Regions from separate parts of the Sus scrofa genome. Here all the other regions are linked to region 1. A link is a contact called in public promoter capture Hi-C data. All regions are on one chromosome and are shown on one strand. The core of a region is the stretch at or near the end of the contact, and the rest is flanking DNA. Distances in the headings are between cores, read along the strand shown. Region 1 holds the start of ALG10 (ALG10, alpha-1,2-glucosyltransferase). Region 2 holds the start of FGD4 (FYVE, RhoGEF and PH domain-containing protein 4). Region 3 holds the start of DNM1L (dynamin-1-like protein). Region 4 holds the start of PKP2 (plakophilin-2).

Region 1 (3,615 bases), core at 595-3,094:
TCATAAAACCTAGGAAGGACATTCTTACCTTTCCCTGAAGTAGGTCATAAAACCCTCACATGAGATGTGCCCTTTCTATACCCGGAAGAAAGAAGCATCCTTATTTCTGAAGACAAACAGACACAGAGGAATCTGAATGAAAAGGCCTTGCTAAATTTCCTTCGGTTTACTACACTTACCTCATATCTTTGGCCTATCGTATCCTTCCATAACTTCCAGGATTTTCATGACGCTCAGGTTTAACTGTTCCTTTAGGTCTTAATTTCCTTATGAAGGCTTCCTTATCATATAAAACTAATGCTAAATAAATTTGTATGCTTTTTCTTCTTAATCCATTTTTATGTTACAAATGTCCCAGTTTAGAACTTAGGATGGTGGAAGAAAAATATACTTTTTTCTACCCCTACAGTGTGCATATCATGACTAAGCAAGTCATGGGTTCTGGGGTCAGTTACTGGGAGATCATATCAACCTCCTGAAGACTAGATCGTCTGAACATGATCTCAAATAGATTAGTACAGCATGGACTATATAATAAAATGGGGAACGAATAGGGAAAACATAGCTAAGCATCACATCAAAGTAGGATTCTGACAGGATTTTATTCAAATGGTTTATACATGTTCTTATCCCATCACTTATTCACCTCATGGCCCTCTCATTAATAAGGAAATCGCTGAGACAGAATAGGGAAGCAGTCAGTTTAATTTGAGAAAGTTACTTAAATCGAAGAAGGTGAATTAGTTTTGACCCACAGAAAGAGCTGATCTGAAAACCGTAAGGTTTGCAGCTAACACACCCTGACTTATTTCTTGTGTATTCCCATCAAAAACATTGTGACTGAGGTTACCCAAGAGATTATTTTTCTATGAAACATTGCCAGAGACTAACAAGGCAAAATCACAAGAATTAATTTATCTCCCCCTCCCGCGCCCAGCATTCTTCAAATATTTTCTCTCACCTCCGGCCTCCAACTTCCCAATACTGGAATTGAGTCAAGTCGACACAAACTAAAAATCTTCAAATTTAAGTGTCTGAAATGTGAAAGGCATTTTGGGGGCTACAGATATAAATGATACACAGTGCCAACCATTAAGATGTTCGTGCTTATTATTTAGTAGGAAAATAAAAACAAAACGCTGCAACAGAGATGTTAACAAAAATCAAACTTACAGGCAGAGAAACCTTCCTTAACTAAACTATGCCAACTTCTAAAATAATCGCTTTTCCCAAGTCCCGCAGAGTATTGCGATCTGCCTATCAGAGTGCACGATGAATACTGATTTAAAAAAATCCTCTTAGAGAGTACAAACATTTTGAAAGAGCCCCTAGTAAAGTTTATTCGGCAGTGAAGGGTCTGTCTCACCGGACCTTCCAAAGTCTCAGTCTTTGCTTCTACAACCAACACTTCCCCTTCCACGCTCAAAAGTTGGTGACATCAAATGCCTTGGAATGGAACGTTTTAGTAACTTAGATCACTTGAGAGAAATAACATGGGCCTGTGGGGTGCGCGGGGGTGACGGGGGTGTGAAATTTTTAAGCATTTAGGGATTGCAAATGTGGGGAAACGTCGCCACCTGCTGGTAAGAAATGGGAACCGCAGGGGAAACGCCTACCCAGACCTTTAAAATAAACGGAGGGTTTCATTTCAAGCACCACGCAGTCGGCTCCAGCACCCTTCAGACCCCCGAGGTCTGCCCCTCCAGGCTGCGCTGACCACTCAGTGTGCCCTATGCAACGTGATTGACAGCGCAACAATTCGGTCCGTTATCTAAACCCGTCTCTCGGGAAACAGTGACCCGCTCCTTCCTTCCGGAAGCTCGGGGTCCGCGCTCTCCCGGCATTCCTTTCCTTCCGGCTGTGCTCGGTTCCCTCTGGCGATTCCCGCCTTGCGCGCCGGTTTCGAGCCCGAGTGTCAAGCCTGACTTTGCGGACCCAAGCATCTCGCCCCGATCTACCAGGACTGGGTTCTTGGCTATGGGGGCAGGAATGGCGCAGCTGGAGGGTTACTACTTCTCGGCTGCCCTGAGCTGTACCTTTTTAGTGTCCTGCCTCCTCTTCTCCGCTTTCAGCCGGGCGCTGCGAGAACCCTACATGGACGAGATCTTCCACCTGCCGCAGGCGCAGCGCTACTGTGAGGGCCATTTCTCCCTCTCGCAGGTGGGGTCCCCGACCTGTCAGCACCCTAGAATGGCTAGTGAGAGCAGGCCCGGTCCCAGCGCTAGTCACCCACCCTTAACCTTAGGTCCCTCCGCTCACAGCAGGAAAAGGACCCCGGTGATCTTTTGTTCGGGTTTCTGAGGTCTGAGAAATATTTACTAAATGAATGAAAAAAAAAACAAAAACGCAGTTCTGTTTCCAAGAAAAAAATGCTCTAGGAGATGTACTAATGGGAACTGAGTTACTGCCCCTTTTCTAGGCAACTGACCAAAGCTATTCTGTTTTTTGTTTTTGTTTTTCGTTTTTTTGCCAATCCTGGGATTTGGGGCACTGAATTGCACCTAGGAAATGTCAGAAAACTTCACTTTAGCTCACCCGTCAGTCACTTCACTGTATTTTGCAAGTGGGGTAGAGGGGGTGGCCCTTCAGCCGCTAAGAAGTGCCAGGTTATATTAATTTCGTCCTTGCTGGTTTTAGCAACCTTCTATTAACTGGATAAATTGGAAATCAGTGATAGGCCGTCATACTTAAATGTGTATTTAGCCACATATGTATATAAATATAGATACAAAAATAAAGTGGACATTATCCTTCTCTTCTGGTAAAAGGCGTTAGAGAGTAGTGATTAGAAATATAGTCTGTAGTTGGAGAAAAACATAATTTTAAATCTTGGTTCTGTTATTTACTAGTCATGTGGCTTGGAACTTTTCTGATTTTCAGGTTACTTATCTGAAAATGACAGTAATGTCTACTATAAGTCTTGTTGCAGGATTAAATACAGAGGGTTTAGCACAATTCCTGGCTACTACATTGTACCTGTCGTTGTGGATCCTCTGAGTGAATTTCTTTAAAGACTTTTCACTGCAAATGCATTAGAGTTCCATTGGTGTTTCCATGCTTTTAAAAACTAGAGCATTTGCAGTTTAATCACCAAAAAGATCACCCTCTAAAGAGTGGGTATAAGAAAATAAAAACTAAGGTTAAGTTGTTGTCTACTGGTTGCTGATACTTTAACAATAACAACACAGGTATGGGACAAAACATAGTAAAACTTCTTATCAGAGCTGTCTCCATTGCCACGGACTTATTTAACCATGTCATAGGATAACTTCCCCAAATGCATGACCTCTTTGTGTCAGTCCTATCACTATCACCTCTTGGGTTTTGCTTCATTGTTGGCTTTTTATTTTTAAGTGGGACCCCATGATTACTACATTACCTGGCTTATACCTGCTGTCAGTTGGAGTGGTCAAACCGGCCAATTGGATCTTCGGATGGTCAGAACATGTTGTCTGCTCCATTGGAATGCTCAGATTTGTTAATCTTCTCTTCAGTGTTGGCAACTTCTATTTATTATATTTGCTTTTCCGCAAGGTGCAACCCAGACACAAGGTTTGTTTTCAGAGTAATTAATTACAAGCTGATGTACAATCAGGTCCACAATTATGAAGAATT
Region 2 (3,615 bases), core at 712-3,211, 1.5 Mb before region 1:
CAGGACCCAGCACAGTTCTCATTCAACACGTGTTAATGAATTACTACTGTTTTCTATAAGCTATATAAGCAAATAAAATACTATATAAAGGAATACCTTCTGTGGTGCAACAGAATGGGCAGCATCTTGGTAGCTGTGTCTGCGACCTACACCACAGCTCACGGCAACGCTGGATCCTTAACCCGCTGAGCGAGGCCAGGGATTGAACCTGAAACCTCATGGTTCGTAGTCGGATTTGCTAACCACTGAGCCATGAGGGGAACTCCCCATATTTCTTTTTAAAATTTTTTTGGCCACACCAGTGGCATGTGAAAGTTCCTGGGTCAGGGATCGAACCGGTGCCACAGCAGTGAAAATGTTTAAACTGTTGAGCCACCAGAGAATTCCAACAGTAGCTTTTTATTGAACCAAATACACTATGTTAAAAATCTGTGTATTTAAATTTTAAATAATAAATTGTAGTTAACATGCATATGGAGGTAAAACTACTTTCATTATTAATTTACATTTGAAATTACTTGTTGAAATCATTTCTGATAATATCTAGCACAGTAGATAATACCACAACTGCAGAGAAAAGAGAAACAATAATTAGGTACAATGCAGTAATACAGGGATAATAAATCTGAAGTGAGGAAAAGCTTCTTTTAACAAGGTCTGAATGGAGGTATTAAAAAAGTAGGGGTGCATAGTTCCTTCTCCTAAGGGGTATATATATTGGAGAAACAGCTAAGGAGACTTAGAAAGTTGAACTGCCTCTTAAAAGGTTTCTGGAGGAGGACTGGGTTATGGGACACACTTCAGGAAGCTGGACAAGACGTTTACCTGGGTGAAGGTCAGCCCATCTAAATAAATGTGAGGTGGCCTCTAATGTGGGGGTAATAGCTGGAGAACTTTCTGATCGCGCTGGGATACTTGGAATGCTGCTCTTTCCACACCTATCTCTGTGGTTTAGGAACACTTTTCATTATTAGAGAGTGTAGTTAATTTTAAAATGTAGGAAAGCAAACCAATTTCTTCTCTTCCCTTCCCTTCCCCCTCTTTTCTCCCCACCCGCCCCCAACAAGCCCTGAGGCATGTGGAAGTTCCTGGGCCAGGGGACAATATCCAACAGCAGAGATGCGAGCCACAGCAGTGACAAGGCCTGACCCTTAACCCTCTGAGCCACTAGAGAACTCCAAAAAAAAAAAAAAAAACCAAAAAAAACAAAAAAACAAAAAAAACAACTTAAAATGTAGTTTCTTTGACTTGATATTTAGCTTATGTTTTAAAAACATGACGCAACAAATGACAAGGACTCTAAAGTGCATTACTAATACAGTTCTGAAAGTGTTCGCGATGATGAAGGGTCTGATGCTTTTACCGAAACCTGTGGATGGTTAGCTCCAATTTTCTCTTGTACTTCCAAGCACCTCTTCATCATTCTCTGGCTGGATGCTCCTGGGAAATTTTTTTTGGTTCAGTAGATAAGTACAGGCTTTGGGGCAGAGCCTTGGGCAACAGTCTAGCTTTACAGCGCTCTGTGACCCTCTGTAGGTTCCGCACTTTGGTTTTCTTATCTGAAATACTTATCTCACTGGGTAGCTCTACGACATAAATAAGATCATTATCAAGGGCTCAGCAGCCACTTGAGACACACGTGTGACCCTCGCCGTGTGGGTCTGCGAGAATTGCAGGACCTGTAAGGAGTCCAGAGTAGCTGTGATTATCTCTTCTTTCTTTCCGAGTCCAGCCAAAGTCCCCCAAGTAAGCGCGGCTGATCCTGGGCGCACCCCAGGTGTGCGCTCGCAGGTGAGGGCCTTTGCGGCACCCATCAGCTGGTGGGCAAGCCTGGGCGAGCGGAGCGGAGGAGATCCGGAGGCAGGGAGGGGGAGTGGAGGGAGGGAGAGGGGGCAGGGAAGGACGGGGCGGAGCTGCCCGGACGCTCCCGGTGGCACTGCGAGTCCTGGGCCGCTGCCCGGGCCGGACGAGGAGGCGGTAGCGGCGTCCACTGGCACAACTCTGGGCGCTCTCCACCACCCGCCCTCGGGGGCCGGCCGACGATTGGTCCAGAGAGCAGGGGGTGGAGGCAGCCGGGCCGGCCGCTGCAGTGGCGGCGTCAGGTGAGAGCGCTAGCCGCAGAGACCCGGGCGTGGCGGCTGCCGCACAGGGAGTCGGAGCCAAACTCTCCTCGCGGCCCTGGGCTTCCCGAGAAGGAAGGGATAAGGAAGCTCTTGCCAAGGAGACGACGAAGCAGGGCGGCGCCGGCGCGGAGCAGCCCCGAAGTCGCCCCTGTGGAGTGGCGCCACGCCTTGGCATGCAGGCGACGCCCCCCGGGGTCCGGTCGCCCCTCGGCAGTCCGCTGAGTTCGCGCTCGCGGCCCGACTTGGGCGTGGGAGGGCGCCGAGTCGTAAGCGAGCGCGGCCAGATGAGCGGCGAGGGCGACTACAACTTCAGGCGGGTGGCGATCCGGCGAAAGTCAAACCTCTCCTACCTGCCTCTCGGGACCCCCCGGCCCTGGAGTCGGCCCTCGTCGCACTTGGGATGGGCCGAGACGGCCACCTTCAGGGGCCAGGCCCCCGCAGACTCTCCAGGTAAATGTCTCTGGAGGTGAGGGGTGAGCGGGGCGTCGTCGCAGGTGAGGGACTGCCGAGCGCCCGGCAGGCATTCAGGCGGTCCAACCCATGATCTCTTTTGTCCCTTCCCCCAAAGGTCCTTGGGCGGCAGCGCGCTGGGGGCTGAACTTACCTGTCCTGGAGGTCACTTACCAGGGAATTCCGGAAGCGAAGGATAACTCATTTTAAAAGTTTGGTTAGGAATTAATAAGGCCCATTTTCTAGGTACTGAAGTTCGTTTTTTTTCCGCTAAGTTGCTTTCGGCAGACCTCGTGAAGGACTAGCACAGTGAATGCAGGAAGCGGGTGCTGGTTCTGGTCAGGCACCCTGGCTGTAGACTGACCTTGGACCATGTATCTTGAGGGCTCCGTTTTTCCCTTTGGAAAAAGACTGTTGAGTGTGAAAAGCTGCAAGTCTCTCTTAAGAAAACATATTCCTACTATCAAGAAATAGGATTTTTATTGCTGTTTTTGTATTGATAAATTAAGCTATCAGTAATTTGGTGTTTTGAGTTCTGAATTCTTATCAAATCCTTGTCTTAGAAAAAAATCCTCAAAATGATCTGTTCAAGCCCACACCTTCACCTTTGCTCTTTAAAGGCATTCGGTTCTCCCCAGGCAGGCTTGAAGCTATGTAGAACACATTAGGGTTTTTTTTCTTAATTTGCAAGACTTCTTCAAATCTCCCCCCACTTTTTGTGCTCTTATTGTGCTACAACCATCGATGGCTTGTATGCAGACCAGTTATGAGATAAAAATCTTATTTGAGCAGCAGAAATAAAGGTGCTTTTATTCACTTAATTCTCATTTTGTTCATATGAAACAAAGCTCTTATAATGGTTTAAATGTGGAGTACTGAAGCTTAAAAATTTTCCGTGTCCTTGTCCTGAAGCTGTAGCAGTCAAAGGGCAGGAAAACATGGTGGATATGTTACAAATTTATAACCGCATTAGATAAAGGGCCGAAAAAGTGATGTGAGAAAATACATAAACAAGTAACTGAATTACAGTGCTTTAGGTCTC
Region 3 (3,615 bases), core at 615-3,114, 1.2 Mb before region 1:
CTACCCTCTCCATTCGTCTGCCTTTTCTTCTTTGACTTCTCAGAGAAAAAGAAGGGAACAAAAGCTCCATCAACAGAGGACTGAGAAACAAAGTGGGTAACATCTGGCTGTTATATAATATTATCTTTGGTAGAAAATAAAAGGACTTGGAATATATCTCTTTGGTCTGCTTTCTATTTTTGGAGTTCTGAAATTTTTGTCTCATTATGTCTCTGAAAATAAAAAAAGAATTAGGGGAGTTCCTGTAGTGGTGCAGCAAAAATGAATCCAACTAGTAACCATGAGGTTGCAGATTCAACCCATGGCCTCCCTCAGTGGGTTAAGGATCTGGCACTGCCCTGAGCTGTGGTGTAGGTCGCAGACACAGCTTGGATCTGGCGTTGCCATGGCTGTGCCGTAGGCTGTTGGCTACAGCTCTGATTAGACCCCTAGCCTGAGAACATCCATATGCTGCGGGTGTGGCTCTAAAAAGCAAAAACAACAACAAAAAAAGAATTAGAAGAAATGTTCCTGAGACTTGATGCCAGAAACACCACTAGTGGACCTTTAGGTCTTCGCTTAGATGATATTTAATTCATTTGTTCAAAGTATTTATTAAGTACCATGTGTCCTGCTGAACAAATCAAGCATGCCCTTCCCCGGGGCTACCGTGTATGGCTGTGCAGGTTAGGGGTACCTAAAGTTCTATTAACCACTGAAGCACAACTTCCACTACTGGAGGTGGTCCTTGCTCTAAAGGAGATTATATCTAGTGACTTTTAGGAAGTCTTGCATGAACTTTCACTTCCCCTTCGGGCTAGAAAAAGTATTTCATAATACCCAGTTAAAGCACTTAACCTATTTGTCTATAATGGCATCACCCTCTATTAGACTGTAAACTAAGAGGGTACTACGATTGGGAATATCCTGTTTGTCACCTTCCAGGGGCTACGGATGTATCAGTGAATTAAACAGTCAAAAGTCCTTGGTCTTTAGGAGCTAATAATCTAGAGGAGAGAGATAGTAAACAAGGTCAGTATGTAGCATATGTAGCATGTTAGATGGGGATACATGCTATGTAGAAAAATGAAGTGGGCAAGTAGTCTTTCTCCTCACCTACCTTGGGTCTTTGCTCCGATGTCACCTTTTTTTTTTTTTTTTTGAGAGAGGAAACTTCAAAGGTTTACAATAAATGAGAGATACCTGTTTTACAAGAAAAACATTTAGGAATAGAACAGAAGACACTTAGCAAACAGCCAGTAAGGCAGGTATCAGATCTCCACTTTGCTAAGAATCAGGCCACAGTGAATAAAGATTTATACAGAATATAGAGAATGAGAGCTCAGCCCTTCCCCTCTAAAACTCTGACACTTTCAGATTCTTTCTGAATACATTTCAACAAATATCCTGGAGAATCCTTGTGTTCCAACCTGGTCTGGGGTATCTGAGGCTAAGAGCTATTCTTTAAGCCTTTCAAATCCTCCCTCCCCCCAACACACACACACACACACACACACACACACACACACACACACACACACACACACACACACACGAAAAAGCATCCTTATTAGGAAAAGACGTGCTGGATAAACAAGAGACTCAGCTATACTTAGTACGTATTCGTGCCCGGAATTTTCACACCCATTTTGCTCCGAGGACAGGCATAAATATATCTCTTCCTGCCGACTCTCTGAGCCTAGCTCCCTAATCTTTTGACAGAAGTCAGCCAAGCATCCTGGCCCCAAGGGCCCTTCTCTCCCAGCTCAAGTCCCTCCAGCTTCGCGCAGCGTTCTGGAAGTTGTAGGCTCCAGCAGTCCTCCGTGATAGAACTACAACTCCCGGCAGCCTTTGTTTCTCTGCACCGCCCCCTTGGCGCATTGTCTGTCGGGAGGGGGCAGGTAGCTGGCGGGCGGGGTCCAATGGGTGCCGGCTCCGGAGGAGAGGGCGGAGGAGAGGAGGAAGGAGGACTCTGGGCCCCGGCCCCATTCATTGCCGCGGCCGGCCGGGCGGGGGTCCCGTGTTTTCCGAGTCATGGAGGCACTAATTCCTGTTATCAACAAGCTGCAGGACGTCTTCAACACTGTGGGCGCTGACATCATCCAGTTGCCTCAGATCGTAGTGGTGGGAACGCAGGTGAGGGACGAAGGCGGCCTCTGCCCAGGCCAGAACCTGGGGTACGGGCCTGGACGGGGCTGCGGCAGCGCTGGCTCCCAGGCTGGCCTTCGCGGCCTGTGCCGCCGCGCCTGGGCACCCGGGGCTGCAGTGCCCCAGGGCTTGGAGTCCAGGGCCTGGCCGGGAGGCGAGGGGCGGAGCCGGCGCGGCGGGTCCCGCGGGTCTCGGGGGCGGGATGGGGGAGGGACGGACCTGCAGGCGGAACTGGAGTCAGCGGGGACCGGGCGCGGCTTCGCCCGCGGGCCGCTGCTTCCAAGGGCACCTGGGGGACGCGCGGGGCACGCGAGGCCACATTGTGCACGCGGGACCTGGCAGTCCCTTGTGGTTTGGTTTCAGGGCGTTGGGGTATTTCCCTCCCTCAGGGGCTGTGGAGTCAGTTTTGGAACCGCGGGGCCCGGACCGAGAAGGCCGTTTGTGTGGCACCTGAGTGTTTTCTTGCAGTGTAATTCAGGTTTCCAGAAGCAGTTAAAAACAAACAAACAGAAAGACCCAAACCAACTTGTACTTGGAGTTTGTGGGTATTAGGAAGGGTTATCCCGTTTTTCTGCGTAGGCTGTGTGGTTTTTGTCTTCCATCTAAATTGAGCATCAAGGTTCTCTGGTCTTTTGATGTTGTTTTTCTTATAGATAGCACATTTTTACATGCAGAAATGTTGAGGAAATAAATGCTATTTCTAGAATGCCAGAGAAGTGTATGTTTCATTTTCTCTGCCTCCTGCTTTTCTTGGTTGAAGAGAAATCAACTATAGGCCGTTTTTATTGGGGAAACGCATTTTAAGAGCTTACTGTATTAAGTGCTTTCATTTTTTAATGATTTTTCTATTGGGAAGGGGACAGTTTCCTCTCTTTCTAGGAGGTGCATCGCTACATCTTGCTACAATTTAAAAATATACAGTATACATATTTTGAGAGGAAATTTAATGTTCAAAATATAATGGGGTATGTCCAGACACTGGAAACCTTGGAAACCATAGCCATCCTTTGTAAGGTGGCTGTGTGTGGGGGGTTTTTAGGTAGTTAAATAGTAGAAATTATTTCAGGAACAAATTTACTTCGTTGACATTCTGCTGAATCCTGCCTACACATTGTAGTCTTTATAAATTATTATAAATTATAAAGATGTTAATGTTTATAGTGACCAGAGAATGAATCATCAGCCTAATTATGAGAAATGTTTTAAGTATATTTTGTTCATTACTTTGTTCCTATCCCTAGCCTGGAACAGTCTGGAGTATGTAGTAGGTGCTCCATAAATACTTTGAATGCGTTGCTAGATAGTATTTATTTTATTTTATTTTACTTTGCTTTACTTTCCTTATTTTATTTTATTTATTTATTTTGGGCTTCTCCTATGGCATATGGAAGTTCCTGGGCTAGGGGTCGAACTGGAGCTGCAGTTGCTGGCCTATGCCACAGCAATGCAAGATCTGAGCTGCGTTTGCGGCCTACAACATAGCTCTTT
Region 4 (3,615 bases), core at 284-2,783, 1.0 Mb before region 1:
AATTAAGTCTTGATTGCCTGATTCTTTTACACAAAGGGAAAACAATAGAGCCTCCCAAGGTCGGCTGTTTTAACTCTCTGATCTGGTCTGCAAGCATTTTTCTTTTTCCTTATAGGCTCTACATTTACCATTGCCCAGGTTAACTTCCCAGAGAAACAGTTCAACACTGCAGGAAATAACAAAAAACCCAATTTAATTGTTCAATTTCTTTCCCCTTCTCTTTTCCACAATAAACTTATAATACTTTTAAAATGAAAAAATAAACACCTAATATAAGGACTACTATTTTTTCAAACTCGTTCACCTCCAAGCTTAATTTTTTTGGAGATACCAGCGCTGTGCTTACAAGTGCGTTGGTAGGGCGCAGCGAGGCGGGAGGGGCTGCTGCTGGCGGGGCCAAAGTCCCCTTTCTTCTCCTCCTCCTCATCCGCGGGGTGGTGTGATTGTTCCCCAGCCCAAAGCCTCCTACCCAATCTTTTCATTTCCTAGATCAACCACTCGCTCCGTACACTGGGTGGAGTGCCCCCAGGTACCTGGGCGAGGCACCACAATCCCAATATACAGCTTGCAGAAAACCAGTACTTTCAGGTTTTCTTTTTAAAAAATATTTATGGGGGTCATAGATCCTTTAAAATTTTAAATAAAAGCTAGAGGCACTTTCTTCCAGAAAAATGAACATACCACATTTCTGCACAGAATTTCAAAGTGTTTACAGACTCTCAGAGCCTACAGATGAAGTCCCCGGGGTGGGGGTGGAGGGCTTAGGGAAGCAGGTTAAGGGAGGGGTGAAAATCTTGGACTGAATTCTTTCCATACATACATATGCATTTAATAGACATAGATGACAAGGGTGAGTAAGAGGTTATTTTTAAAAAAGAAGAATGCTTTCCCCAAGTAAGCTGGTCTGAGTCTGAAGGCGCGACAGGTCGTACAATGGGCTGGCGAGCAACAGGTGGGCAGAACACCAGGTCTCGCACCTTCAGTAAGAAGGGAGTCCAAGCAACTGGGCACTGAGGGTGAGGAAGGAGTAGGGAATGGGTAAAAGGCACGGTGAGAGCGATGCAGAAGGCGGCAGGGCTTTACTCACCGTTGCCCACGAAATTGCGGCCCTTCCGGGCCAGGGTCTGCTGCACCTGCTCCTGGATCCGGAGGCTCTTGACCGCCTGGCCGCTGCGACCGCTGCTTCCTGCCAGCTTCAGCTTGGCCTCAGAGGGCAGGGCCAGGCTGGAGCTGTCCAGCTGCCCCAGGATCTGCTGGCCCAGGACCGTCCGGATGTAGCCGCACTCAGCCGGGGAGCCAGGGGCTGCCATGGGGCTGGAGAGGGCGACCGAGCCGCTCGCCTGCTGGAGACCTGCAGGGGAAGCTGCTGCGGAGTCCCGGGCACTGGGCGCGAACCCCGCCCCGCCGGCCCAATCCCGCCGGCCCAACCCCACCGTCCCAGCCCCTCCTCCGGCCCCGCCTCCCCGCCGGTGAGAGGCCAGAGCTCCCGGGAGCGCGGCCTGGGGCGCCAGGCGCCCGGCCTTCACCCGGGAACTGGGCGCGGCTCCAACCGGGCAGGCGCACTCGGCTGGGGAGTGGGGGGCAGGCCGGCCGCGCGCGCCGACACCTGGCGAGATGAACTCACCGCAGGGAAGCGGGAGAGGGCTCAGTCCGCCCCTGGTCGTGCACACTCTCCAGGTCACCTTGGATCCTGCGGGTCCGGCCTGCTACTACTGGCTCTCAATGCCTTGCCGGGCCTCGGCCCTGCCCTACGAATCCTTGTAATTTCCGCTGGATGGACGAAGGACGACCTCCAGGCAGGTGCGCCCTGGAGTCACTTCTGCTCTCGGGCCGAGGTTTGCCTCTGGGATCCCCGAGTGAGTAGTCTGTCTGGTTTGTCAGGCTGTCAGACTGTTCGAAATGTTTCATGGACCTGAGGTGGGAAAGGGCTGTTTGATCAGGCGGACAAGACAGTAGGAGGAAATATGACAAAAAGATGACATGTGTAAAATAAAAACTTTTTAAAATAGGGTTTTTATCCCCCTTAGCACAATTTCGGGGACCGTGTCTTTTTTGCACAGATGCACTCCTAGAAACATATGTTATTCCTCATTGAGAGTTTCGGTATTCTCTTGCATATACACAAATTGTACCCAGCACACTCTCTTTCTCACCCACTCCTCTCTTAGGATCACACCCACATAGAGAAACTCCAATAAGAGGTGCTGGGAAAGAGCACACTTTCAGTAGGTGATACTTTAACAGTCCTTCTAGAGTTGATTAAGCCCTCTTTATGGTAGGCTCTGTGTAGGGGTCCTGCTGGTGGAGCTCTTTCAGTCTTATCTTCCATAAGGTATACTTACCTTGCTATTTAAACGTTTCACATTTAGTTGACTGCTGAGAGCTATGCTCAACAGAAAGAGTCCTTAACCTTAAGGTTTACAACCTAAGCCACTGGTCCTTCTTCCCCGCTTTGGACCTGAGAGGCAGAAAGAAAAACATCTATCCCCAGTATTAAGTAAGATAGCCTTCCCTTTGATTGCTTCGGGTTGTATGTCCACTTTCCTTCAAATCACTCGGTATTTACGGAACCCCATTTATTCAAGTTCGACGTGGCTGGGGAACACAACTCCCCCATTCCCCGTTTTCCTGTGACATACCCTTCTATCTTTACACACACGCTTACTACACAGGTATAAGGCCTTACAGGGAATGAAGAGGCAATCAAGGGGCCAAAAGCCTGGACAACTGGAGTGGTGATAGTTCTGTCACTCTCTCTTGGCTGGCCACATGGCTTAAGTGAAGCCATGTGGATGGTGGTTCTTGGAAGCAATTCCTCCTATCACAGCAGGACCAGTCTTGAGGTAGATTATTCCTTGTAAAGAACTCAATTATATAGCCAGATGTAAAAACTCAAACGTGGTGCTGAGAGTCAATTGAAAAGAGAGATGAGGAGTTCCCGTCGTGGCGCAGTGGTTAACGAATCCGACTAGGAACCATGAGGTTGCGGGTTCGGTCCCTGGCCTTGCTCAGTGGGTTAACGATCTGGTGTTGCCCTGAGCTGTGGTGTAGGTTGCAGACGCGGCTCGGATCCCGAGTTGCTGTGGCTCTGGCGTAGGCCGGTGGCTACAGCTCCGATTCAACCCCTAGCCTGGGAACCTCCATATGCCGCGGGAGCGGCCCAAGAAATAGCAACAACAACAACAAAAAAGACAAAAGACCAAAAAAAAAAAAAAAAAAGAGAGAGGTGAACTAAAGAAGTGATGGTAGAGAATTCCAACATCAAACTCCCTCTATTCCTGCCCCCTTCTTCTTCCTTTCCCCCTCCCTCTGGCAGCCTTGAGAAAGTGGCTTTGAAAGAGAATTTCAGTACCTGTTCCGCAGGATCAGCTGGTAGATTCCTTTTTTGTGTGTGCCTGCGGGAGTCCTAACTTACAAGGACAGCTCTGCTTCCATCTAGATTCTTCACCAGGAGAGTGGAGAGGAATTTTTCTCATTTATTTGATTGAGCCAAAACTCCATTTCCGTTTTTCCTCTCAAGTTGATTTTTTCATTTTAAGTGTGATGTTGTAATTGACTATTACTGAGCTCGAGGAAGTCTTCTGGGAAGTTGGGTGATTTGACAGGAGGAAGACG

What was found. Promoter capture Hi-C pulls out the DNA fragments that hold promoters and counts their contacts.
Region 2: a contact with region 1 is called in a promoter capture Hi-C map of fetal skeletal muscle, with 12 times the contacts expected there. The contact joins the promoter of FGD4 here to the promoter of ALG10 in region 1. A contact is called at or near these places in 1 of 5 promoter capture datasets (fetal skeletal muscle) and 1 of 2 datasets of contacts at active chromatin or transcription factors (alveolar macrophages).
Region 3: a contact with region 1 is called in a promoter capture Hi-C map of fetal liver, with 6 times the contacts expected there. The contact joins the promoter of DNM1L here to the promoter of ALG10 in region 1. A contact is called at or near these places in 2 of 5 promoter capture datasets (fetal liver and liver), 4 of 47 Hi-C or Micro-C datasets (embryonic fibroblasts, heart right ventricle, mesenteric adipose tissue and 1 more) and 2 of 2 datasets of contacts at active chromatin or transcription factors (alveolar macrophages and skeletal muscle).
Region 4: a contact with region 1 is called in a promoter capture Hi-C map of fetal skeletal muscle, with 10 times the contacts expected there. The contact joins the promoter of PKP2 here to the promoter of ALG10 in region 1. A contact is called at or near these places in 1 of 5 promoter capture datasets (fetal skeletal muscle) and 1 of 47 Hi-C or Micro-C datasets (liver).

What each region holds. Positions count from the first base shown.
Region 1 is chr5:40,421,245-40,424,859 of Sscrofa11.1, reverse strand. It overlaps ALG10 (ALG10, alpha-1,2-glucosyltransferase), which reads left to right and starts at 1,844. Exons shown (of 3, transcript NM_001244234.1): 1 at 1,844-2,160; 2 at 3,355-3,552. The coding sequence starts at 1,978.
Region 2 is chr5:41,877,543-41,881,157 of Sscrofa11.1, reverse strand. FGD4 (FYVE, RhoGEF and PH domain-containing protein 4) reads left to right here and starts at 1,961. Exons shown (of 17, transcript XM_021092066.1): 1 at 1,961-2,573. The coding sequence starts at 2,297.
Region 3 is chr5:41,634,307-41,637,921 of Sscrofa11.1, reverse strand. DNM1L (dynamin-1-like protein) reads left to right here and starts at 1,864. Exons shown (of 19, transcript XM_021092060.1): 1 at 1,864-2,115. The coding sequence starts at 2,014.
Region 4 is chr5:41,422,605-41,426,219 of Sscrofa11.1, reverse strand. PKP2 (plakophilin-2) reads right to left here and starts at 1,533. Exons shown (of 13, transcript XM_003126396.5): 1 at 1,088-1,533. The coding sequence starts at 1,310. It overlaps LOC106507506 (a long non-coding RNA gene), which reads left to right and starts at 1,691. Exons shown (of 3, transcript XR_002344052.1): 1 at 1,691-1,800.